Linked DNA regions of Triticum aestivum: region 2 is linked to region 1. A link is a contact called in public Hi-C data. All regions are on one chromosome and are shown on one strand. Each heading gives the region's core, a stretch centred on a gene start, on an enhancer-like site or on the middle of the called end of the contact. The rest is flanking DNA. Distances are from core to core; before and after follow the strand shown.

Region 1 (4,501 bases), core at 1,615-4,114:
GTTTTAAGACTAGCATATGAATGCATTTGCAGAAACAATTTACCCAATCATAAATATGATAAATTAAATTAAATAGTCTGAAAACCAAACCTGTAAATGGATATAATAAATAATGCGAAGTAGAAGGCAAGCTTGATCATCCTGTACTTCTTCTCTCCATGTAACTGTCGGAATATCTCAGTAACATCTATAAGATGTTTCCGATTCATATACCTGATAAAAAAATATAATTATATTCCTTTAACTATCATGACACAGAACATGAAAGCACAGGATGAAAAGGTAAATGGAAGTAAAATATGCAGAATGAATGCCTTGCATAGGCAATTGTACTTAGATCACATTACAAAGGTATATGCAAACATCTATTTTGTTTTCTTAATAAAAAGTTATTACAGGAATTAGTGGTTACTACCCGCATATGCATTCTCATTTTTATATACAAGAAGCAGATTACCAGTATAGATTGGGTATCTTACAAAAGTACATTTACTCTTCTCAATAGAACAAGCTCCAATGCCAATAAAGCACTTTATTTCAGGTGTCAAGTCTCAACTGATCAACTGAGGAAAAAGAGATCCAAAATGACTGAGAAAAACAGATTTAAAAAAATTGAGGCATTACTGTCCCTCTACTTGGGACTTGTGTGTCTACCAATAGGTAAAAGATATTTGATGCAACTTCAATAATTTTCACGTTTGGAGTCACTTTGCACCATTCAGGTTCATCCTCTTAGATGGATTATTTATTAAGAGCTGTGCATAGTTAATAGCTGTTTCCTGCTGTATTGCTTGTATTGGACTTTGTTTCTATTTCCTTTATGCTAAAATTAGTTGTCTCCCTAGAAGACACTTATCTCTTTGATGTATAGCAACGACTTGTAAATGCCCAACAATATCAATTAAGCAGACCAACAACAGGGAGATGTTATTTCTGTGTTGTAATTACAAACAAGGCTCTGTGGGTCAGATTAGAAACATAAACTAGAGCAAGGTTAAGAAGTTTCTGCATTAATCCTAGGATAACTATATGCTTAGAGTCAGTGAAGGTTAGTGCAAGGCAAACAATGTCTAATGGTTCTTTCATAGTGCGGAATGGTAAAAAGGAAATGATTCATGTCAAGATTAAAGCACATATAGCAGGTACGTTGTAGAGTAGATGTTATCATATTATGACAACAACAAAAGAATGAATACAAGCCAGACACAACATTGTTACTAGGGCATATGTGCATACCATTTCTTGTCTAAAAGCGTAAATGCCAGGCCAATATGTTAAACATGGAAGGTCATGAAGAACAATAAAACATGAATAGCCCGAAATGAGAGAGCAACTACAAATGATCAGCCTCCGGATCATTTAAAAAAGTTCTTTTTACAGAGCACTTCCATAATATGTTTCTATCCTTCACTATTTCATGAAGATGATAAATACTTTAGTAAACATTTAATTTCCAAAACTAATTATGTACACTGGAATTCCACAATGATAGAGGCATTACAGATTCCTCCCCAAATGAACAACTAATCTGAGATATAAAGTAATCCACATAAATAATAGCAATACAACAGGGGAATGACCAAACAAGCATGTATAGTTTGAGAGGTAAACTTCAGGGATTAAAGGAAGAAGTACATACAGCTTCACATGGTAATATGTTACAGGAGCCATAACTAGAAACGGAAACCAATTCAGCGTCAAGAGGAAAGAAGCGCAGAGGACCCCTTGGAGTACGTATTCTATTATGACCACTGCGTTGATGCGAGATGATGAATCATATGGATTGATATAGTCAAACTCCAAATCAGATAAGCAGATAAGCTGATACAAAAACACAAAGAAAAATCAGTGGAATGAATCAATAAGAGAAAATAACTTAAATAGCTTATTTTGCAGTAAGCTAAACCATGACAACAATATCTACTTACAGCCTTACATTGTTATACAAAAGGATTTGTTCAAGTATAAAATATTATCAATCGTGGTGGTTTAAGCTTTGGGTGCTAAAGCTACAATAATGCATGTCCGGCCTATGATCCTGCTGGTTTCACAACAACCACAATATTTGGGATGTTACAAGCTGTGGAAGCACCGGGATGTTACCTAGTAGCTTGTGCTAACATTCCAACAGGAACAATAATCAGAAATACTTCATTCCATCTAACATGGAAGCAGATGAGCAAAACTGAGCAGCGCAGAAACTTTGGATGCATTTAACCAAATGTAGCGGAGCTTTCTATACAAAGATGATTTGTGAGTGTAAGTTAGACATGATCTAATTTGCTGAATCGCAGTCCAGCTGACCTACTACTGGCTATCTTCTTTCCACCTCGAGTTGACCAACTATACTGGTAATATTGGCAAGGAAGAACGACAAGAACTACACCGTTGACCAAATCCCTGCCCAAATTCTGTTCAGAATTCCACAAAGCTGACGAGCTGAAGCCCAATTTGGTGAGGAATCTCGCCAATTGTGCGGCAGATCTTGACCAAACTCGCGGCTCAAAGGCGAAAGTTTAAAGGGACGAGGAGCTGAGCTTGCCTGGTAGGCAGTGAGGCCGACGAGGGCCATCACAGAGGCGAAGGAGAAGAGCCAGAGGACGAGTTCGACAGACATGTCGGCCGCCGCCGCTGCACGGGACCGAGCGGGACCGCGTCCCTCCGCTCTTCGCTCCCGTGTTTGTGCTCCAATCAACCGGTCCAGATGGACAAGCGCCTAAGACCACTCTCGCCGGCTTCAATGGCGTGGTCGCCGCCGGGGATGGGAGGGACGGCGGTGAGTTCGTGGGTTTGGAGTTGAGAGGAGATGGGTCCTGGATGGGTTCGAGGAGGCGGTCGGGGCAGACTGAAGGTCTCGCGAATTTAGACGCAACAGCAAAAAAAAATTCCAACAGCAATTTAAAAGACGAAAAATGGCTTTGAGAGTTTCATACATGTATACATATATAATCACTTTTATAAACACATGCACACACATCGTACGCCTATATGCCATCGTAGTCGATAGAAACATCTCCTCCAATAACGAAGCCAACTGATATAATCTACGGGGTCATTGGTAATTTTTAAGATAATTTCGTTCATAGTCCAAAATACATGTACCGTGATTTTATATTGTTTTCTCTACAGTTGTGGGGTCAATTGACCCCACAAAATATATGTAGGATCGTCGTTGGTCTTTTTTCATTGAACGCATATCGCTTAAAGATTTGAAATAAATTCAGAAAAGCGCAAGTAATGGTGTAAGTCTGAAACTTAAACTCTGATGAACTATGAATATCACTGTCCTCATAACCATCAAACCACGGATCATTTCACAAATGGCTTTCAGAGTTGCACAACATGTTTGCCATGCACTATAGCCCTAGCTTACCATATCGATAAGCGATATGCTAGTGTGGTTCTTCTGAGGAAGTATGGCTATGTGAGAGTGTGTGTTAGTTTGAAATGTTAGGGGGCTCAATAACCCAGCTAGGCGGAGTTCCATCCGTTTGTTCCTGCAATCCTATAATATTTCCCTCGCGTGTATTCAAGAATCAAAGTTGGCTGTGGTGGATGCCGTGGCTGTGGGCAAACTTTTGGCCCGGCTTTTGATGGCTTCGACTTTCTTCCTGTAGTAGGTACCAAGGGGGGCATTCTGATCGCTTGGAGGTCAGATAGATTGAGTGTGTCCACAGTGAGTAAGAAGGATTTCTCTATCACCATTAAAGTCACTTCTTTGGCCGATGAAAAAGAGTGGATGACTACTTCTGTTTATGGGCCACGGGAGAATGAGAATAAAGTTAGATTCCTGGAGGAGACTGTGGAAATTGGGGGCCTTGTTCAGACGCCATGGATCCTGAATGGTGACTTTAATCTGGTTTGCAATGAGGATGAGCGAAGTACGAGAAGAATTAACGGAAGATTGTCAAATAAATTCAGACATACAATTAACACCTTGGGCCTGCATGACATGCCACTGGTCGGGAGGAAGTTCACGTGGAGTAATGATCAAGAGCGCTCGGTCATGGCAAGATTAGACCGTGTGCTGTTCAATAGTGATTGGGAGGACACCTACCCCATCAGCGACTTGCTGCCGCTTAGTTCCAACATATCGGATCACTGTCCCCCTTTTCTCACTTGCTCTATGAACAGGCCCAGACAACGTCGTTTTCGTTTCGAAAATTTCTGGGTTAAGCTACCCGGTTTTATGGAAACGGTGAAGGCGCCTTGGGAGGAACAAGTCTCTAGTAATGATCCCATAAAGGTCTTTAGTGTGAAACTGCAGCGTACCGTGAAAACTCTCAAAAGTTGGGGTCAAAGGAAACAGAGCCATATGACCATCCTTTTTCAGATTGCAAATGAGTTGATTTTGCGTTTGGATGGCGCGCGGGAAAGTAGACCTCTGTCTGAGGAGGAACGAAAGCTTAAGGCCTTTTTGAAGGGCAAGTGTCTGGCACTCGCATCCTTGGAGAGGGTGCGTCTGCGACAGCATGCCAGAGTGAGAGATCTTCAGGAGGGG
Region 2 (5,110 bases), core at 2,558-5,057, 460 kb before region 1:
GATGTTGAGTAAAGCTCAGGTCTTTCCATGATATCATTCTATTGGAGATATCACAGAAATGCCAAATAATTCATCGAAGCAATTAGGATTATTTTGCAATTTAAGTAACAAACTGACACTGTTATTTTACAATAGCATGGGTAAGACAAATAAGAAAACCTATGATCAAGTATTTAAATGAAATCTAATTGTGGCAGAGGTTATGCCCTGAGTACAATACGAATGCTGGAAAACAATGGCAGTGCTTCTACTCAGGAGAGCCGTGAGTAAGATGAAACCTATGAGCTCAACAGGATAATACCAACCATATCAAATTTGGTAAAAGCCTGACACTGGCCCAGGTTTTGACCAAGCAAGTTCTTTACACTCCCAAATACTGAAGTTGACGGGATAAAACTCCGGTCTATATTTTATTTTGGTTCAGCTGACTCCTCAAAAGCTTCAATACCATTTACTTAACCCCCTAGCTTGGTTTTAGACCTATGGTGTTACTGACATGGACAAATGGAACATAGTGTGCCTACACAGCAGCCATGTGGCCGATTTTTACCACGTAGCATCACATGTAGACAATGACATCATCAACTGCAGCAGTGTAGCGTCAATTTGAACTCATGTCCTACAACTCTGGCAGACTGCGACCACCCCCTTCCTTCTATTCTGAAGATGCTCCAGCGGATGTAAGACCCCGCACCACCGTCAAACTGGTCGCTGCACCACAAGAGGGACGTGGGAGGAGAGAAGAGAACAGATGGTGCCACACGGACTTCGAAATGGTGATGTGAACATTGCACATGACCTGTTTCTCTTATGTACACATTACACTCCTTTTTATCTTTTTCTCTTATGTACACATTGCTGATGTAGCATTGCATAACCTGTTTTTTACTTTAACATTTCTGGCTATACTCATTTTAGGTATCGACAGCATCAGAAGTCTATTCTAGTGATGTGCCTTCAGGTAATAACTAGTAAAAATGATTAAGGAATCATGCTACATTAAATGAGGTGTGAATTCTTGCTTTAGTGAAGTGAACTTGTGTTGCATACCTTCCAACTTGTTTGGGTAAATAAAGCATGCAACGTCGGACAAAAATAAATAACCTAAAATTTCTAAAGGCATGCATCGGATCATATATAATACTCCCTCCGTTCCATAATACTTGTCGTGGTTTTAGTTCAAATTTGACTAATATAGGCGATGAATACCTCAAATAGCAGAACACGTGAAGTTGAATTAGTAGTGTGCATGGCCCATGGGTTGTGATTTTTCTTTTTGACTAAAGTGGGTCATGATTTATGGGCTATATATTATTTCAGTAAACAACTAACAGTCAAGAGTGTAAGGAAAAACCTTGGATGAGGATTTCCTTTGACCACCTTCTGCCCATACTTGCGCCATCTATAACCATCATCCAAAAGGTCAACCTCACTGGTTGTTTGTACAATGATCTTAGACTCTGTCAGGGCCTTCTGTGAAGAAATTTGTATATTCCTACACAATAGAGGAATTAATTTTAATAACGCAACTATCTAATCAAAGAGTGGAGTGGTAATTGTCAGCTAAAGGCACCTTCTTTTGCAGTCATTCTCTCTATCATCAACTTCATTTGGCCGAGATTCACCATCATCCTTATCATCTCCATCACTTAGACCAGATAATTGCTCAGACATTCCATATACAGCTTCCTGATCTCGCCTAACACCTGACAAACCAGATGCTGTGTCATTGGATTGTTCATTTTGCTCGGCTGCTGAAGAGCTGCCATCTTTTGCCCGTTTATTTGGTGGACGTTGGTGATTGTGTTTTCCCTTATATATTATTTCAGATATTTGGCCATCTTCTGCGTGCTCTACTTTTTTCTTCACAGGACAACTGGGATGAGTACATTTGTAGTAGCTCCTTGGGCAATCACTGCCCTTCACCACCTTCTGACCATACTTCCGCCAATTATAGCCATCATCAGCAGGCTTATCAACTGGGGCAGGAACTTGGTACCTGTGAGAAGCCTCAGCAGATTGGAAGGCTGCATGCTCATTGTTCGATATGGTTGTCGCCATCTCTGACATCTCAGCCACATTGGCTGCAGAGCTCATATTCTGTAGAGCTCCAGATGACGTTGCAGCTGCTGAAAACGATGGCTGTTCAGTGTGATCAAACATTCTGAGTGGAGAATGGCTTGCTTGGGCTGTGACTTGGGCAAGAGCCTGTTGATGCGACATGCCGAAACCCCCCTGTAAAATTAAGTAAAATATCGATTTTTTTTATTGACAACTAAAACTGATACTCCAGACATGAGGAAAGTGCAGAATGAAATGATATAAGAGTTGACTGTTCTTCACGATGAAATGGTGAATTATATATCATGCTGACAGTGAATGTGCTAAACTGAGAACTTGTACAAAAAAAGCTAAAATTTGAAGTACACAACGTCCAAATGGAACAACTACACTCAACCCGCGTCAGCCATTGTGAACAACGAACACTAAATATATGGAGTACCCGTGCTACGACAATGGCTCTACTCTCCAAGAAAAATGGGCGATTAATATAATCACTGGAAGGATCCTATCAGTTATCAACAGGTTAGGACCATCAAAAGCTAGAAGCTAACGATGACGTCTCACCGGGACTTTGTCTTGTCCCATCGGTATCAAGTATCAACCTATCATGCCAACTTGTAACTGCATCATACTGGGGATAGGCTAGTAGTACAATTATTGATACTGGCACAGAAATGTGACGAATCATTATCTCTCATTTGCAGGTTAAGGTTCTTCACTGCACCAGAGTGCCGCAAATATAAGGTAAAGCACCTTTATGCATTATCTATATGGGGCAGATAAGTAAACTGCATGTTGCCACCTCACCAAAAGTAGTAGAGCAAATGTAAAATTGTCACATCTAGAAGCTCCAGATTCCCTAATACATACTACTACCTCCTTCCCACAATATAAGATCATTTTTCAAGCTAAAATGATCTTATATTGTGGGAAGGAGGTAGTAGTATCTTAAAACACCATGGAAGATCAGTACAGAATTCTCAGATTTGCACTCACGTCATGACAGAAGAAATGAACGGGAAGCTTAACGAACTGACGACGCCGATCAAGGTCGAATTAACAGCTCTACAAGGCAATGAACGGGAAACATGCTTTACGACTTAGTACAATCTAAGAACCTGCTGTAGTGAAGGCCATTAGCCTCGGAGAGGGAGGAACCAAGAGCTAAAAATCCAATATCGGCAGCAAAAGTGTATGAACTGGAGTATGTACCATGGCCGGCGAGAAGATTAGGCCGGGGGAGTCGAAAAAGCCGGAGGGGCTGAGGCCGGGAGGCACGGTGAAAACAGCTGCCCCGGCCGGCGGTGCCACAGACAGCGCCGGCCCTGCCCTGGCGACCCCGCCTCTCCCTCTCTCCTGCTGCTGCTGCTGATGCTGATGCGGAGGCGGTTGCGAGAGGGAGCCGATGAGGAGCTGGGTGAAGCTGGTGGCCCCCGCGCCAGACGAGGCGCCGCTGCCGCCGCCGCCGGCGTCGGCGTCGGCGTCGGCGTCGGAGGGGAAGAGCGCGGAGGCGAGGGTGAGCGGGCCGGGGCTGGCGTCGCCGGTGCCGGAGAAGAGCGACTCCCCGGTGGAGCGCGGGGGCAGGGACAGACGCGGGCGCGGCGGCGGGGGCGGGCGCGCGGACATGGTCGCGGGAGGCTCGGGAGAGAGAGAGAGAGAGAGAGAAAGAGAAACGGAAGGGATTGGTTTGATCCCCGTCTTGGTTCCTGGCGTTGACTTCGGTTGGAGGTTCTGGTTTTGGGCTACCCTTGACCTTTTGTTCCTGAAGCTGAAGGAAGGAAGGAAGAAGAGACGGAGGGGAATTGGATTTTTTGTTCTTTGTTTCGCGTCTTTCACAAAATAATTTGTGGGAGCTCAAGCTATCAGGTCAAAAAAAATGTCTAAGCTTTGCTTTCTCATTCTTCGGTGATTTTTGTTTTTGACATGTATTCCATCCGTCTCATAATATAAAAGTGTTTTTGACACTATACACTAGTATAGAAAACTTATATTATGATACAGAGGAAGTAACTTTTCAGTTTCTGCACAAAAGCAACGTTTTTTTTAACCAGGCATAACCCCTTTCCATTACTGCGACATAACGAAAATACATAGGTCCATAGAATGAGACGGGAGAGGGGAGAACGAGTTCAAGCATCGTTGGGAAACTCACTGTGAGCACTCGCAATCGAGATTATCCACTTCGGGGCGAAAACCTGACGACACTATTAAATTTTATACCATAACAGTTTACGACCAAGCCCATCAACAAAGGCTAACCAGCCACTACTCACATATGAGCATCAAAAGATAAAGTTTCCACAAAGGGAACAAAGAGCAACGCTAGTAATACGAAAGAGGAAGACATCGCCATCTCTTTCAGCGTACCTTCTCGCTTTGGCTTGCAGCACAAATACGTATCAGTCTCAACGCGTTGTTCTTCGGCATGTCCATCCCGGCTCATAGATCCACCGTGTTCTCCTGCCTCAACAAACCTGCCCAAGCAGAAAAGATGCACTCAAAAGGGGATTTGAGAGGCTTAAATTCAAACGTAGCTCTATTACGACAAGATCAAATTGCCCAACATAGCACGGCAATACCAACAGTATAGAAAGTCTCCCTTTTTGGAAAGAAAGTGTAACACCAAGAGTAAGCTTGCCACATATTGTCTGGACACTTATCAGTGCTAAACATACATGCGGTCGTTCTCCAGGTTACCCTAGCAACAGAGCAAGTAAAGAAAAGATGTTGGGCAGTCTCTCAATCCCCACAGAATGAACATTTAGCGTCCCCCTTCCACCCCTTATGTTTCATCACATCTCTAGTTAGAATTGAATCCCGAGACAGTTGCTGCATAAAGATCTTAATCTTCAGGGGAATGCCAGTTTTCCATATCCATCTATAGTCACAACTTGTGATATTTCTCTCCAGAAAAGAGTACGCCGATCTAGTTGTGAAAGATGATTTAGGACCCAAAGCCCATTTGATACTATCTGTTTCCTTAGAAATACAACTTTTTTGGCAATATCAACCATCATCTTCCATTGCTCATTTAAATCAGAACTTA

Evidence for each region. A called contact is a pair of places that touch in the nucleus more often than the background predicts.
Region 2: a Hi-C map of leaf shows a contact between it and region 1, with 6 times the contacts expected there. The contact joins the promoter of LOC123102731 here to the promoter of LOC123102728 in region 1. A contact is called at or near these places in 2 of 5 Hi-C or Micro-C datasets (both in leaf).

The regions. Positions count from the first base shown.
Region 1 is chr5A:169,967,886-169,972,386 of IWGSC CS RefSeq v2.1, reverse strand. It overlaps LOC123102728 (protein cornichon homolog 1), which reads right to left and starts at 2,864. Exons shown (of 5, transcript XM_044524155.1): 1 at 2,543-2,864; 2 at 1,640-1,821; 3 at 91-213. The coding sequence starts at 2,617.
Region 2 is chr5A:170,429,690-170,434,799 of IWGSC CS RefSeq v2.1, reverse strand. It overlaps LOC123102731 (probable WRKY transcription factor 4), which reads right to left and starts at 3,807. Exons shown (of 4, transcript XM_044524158.1): 1 at 3,277-3,807; 2 at 1,574-2,235; 3 at 1,355-1,495. The coding sequence starts at 3,690.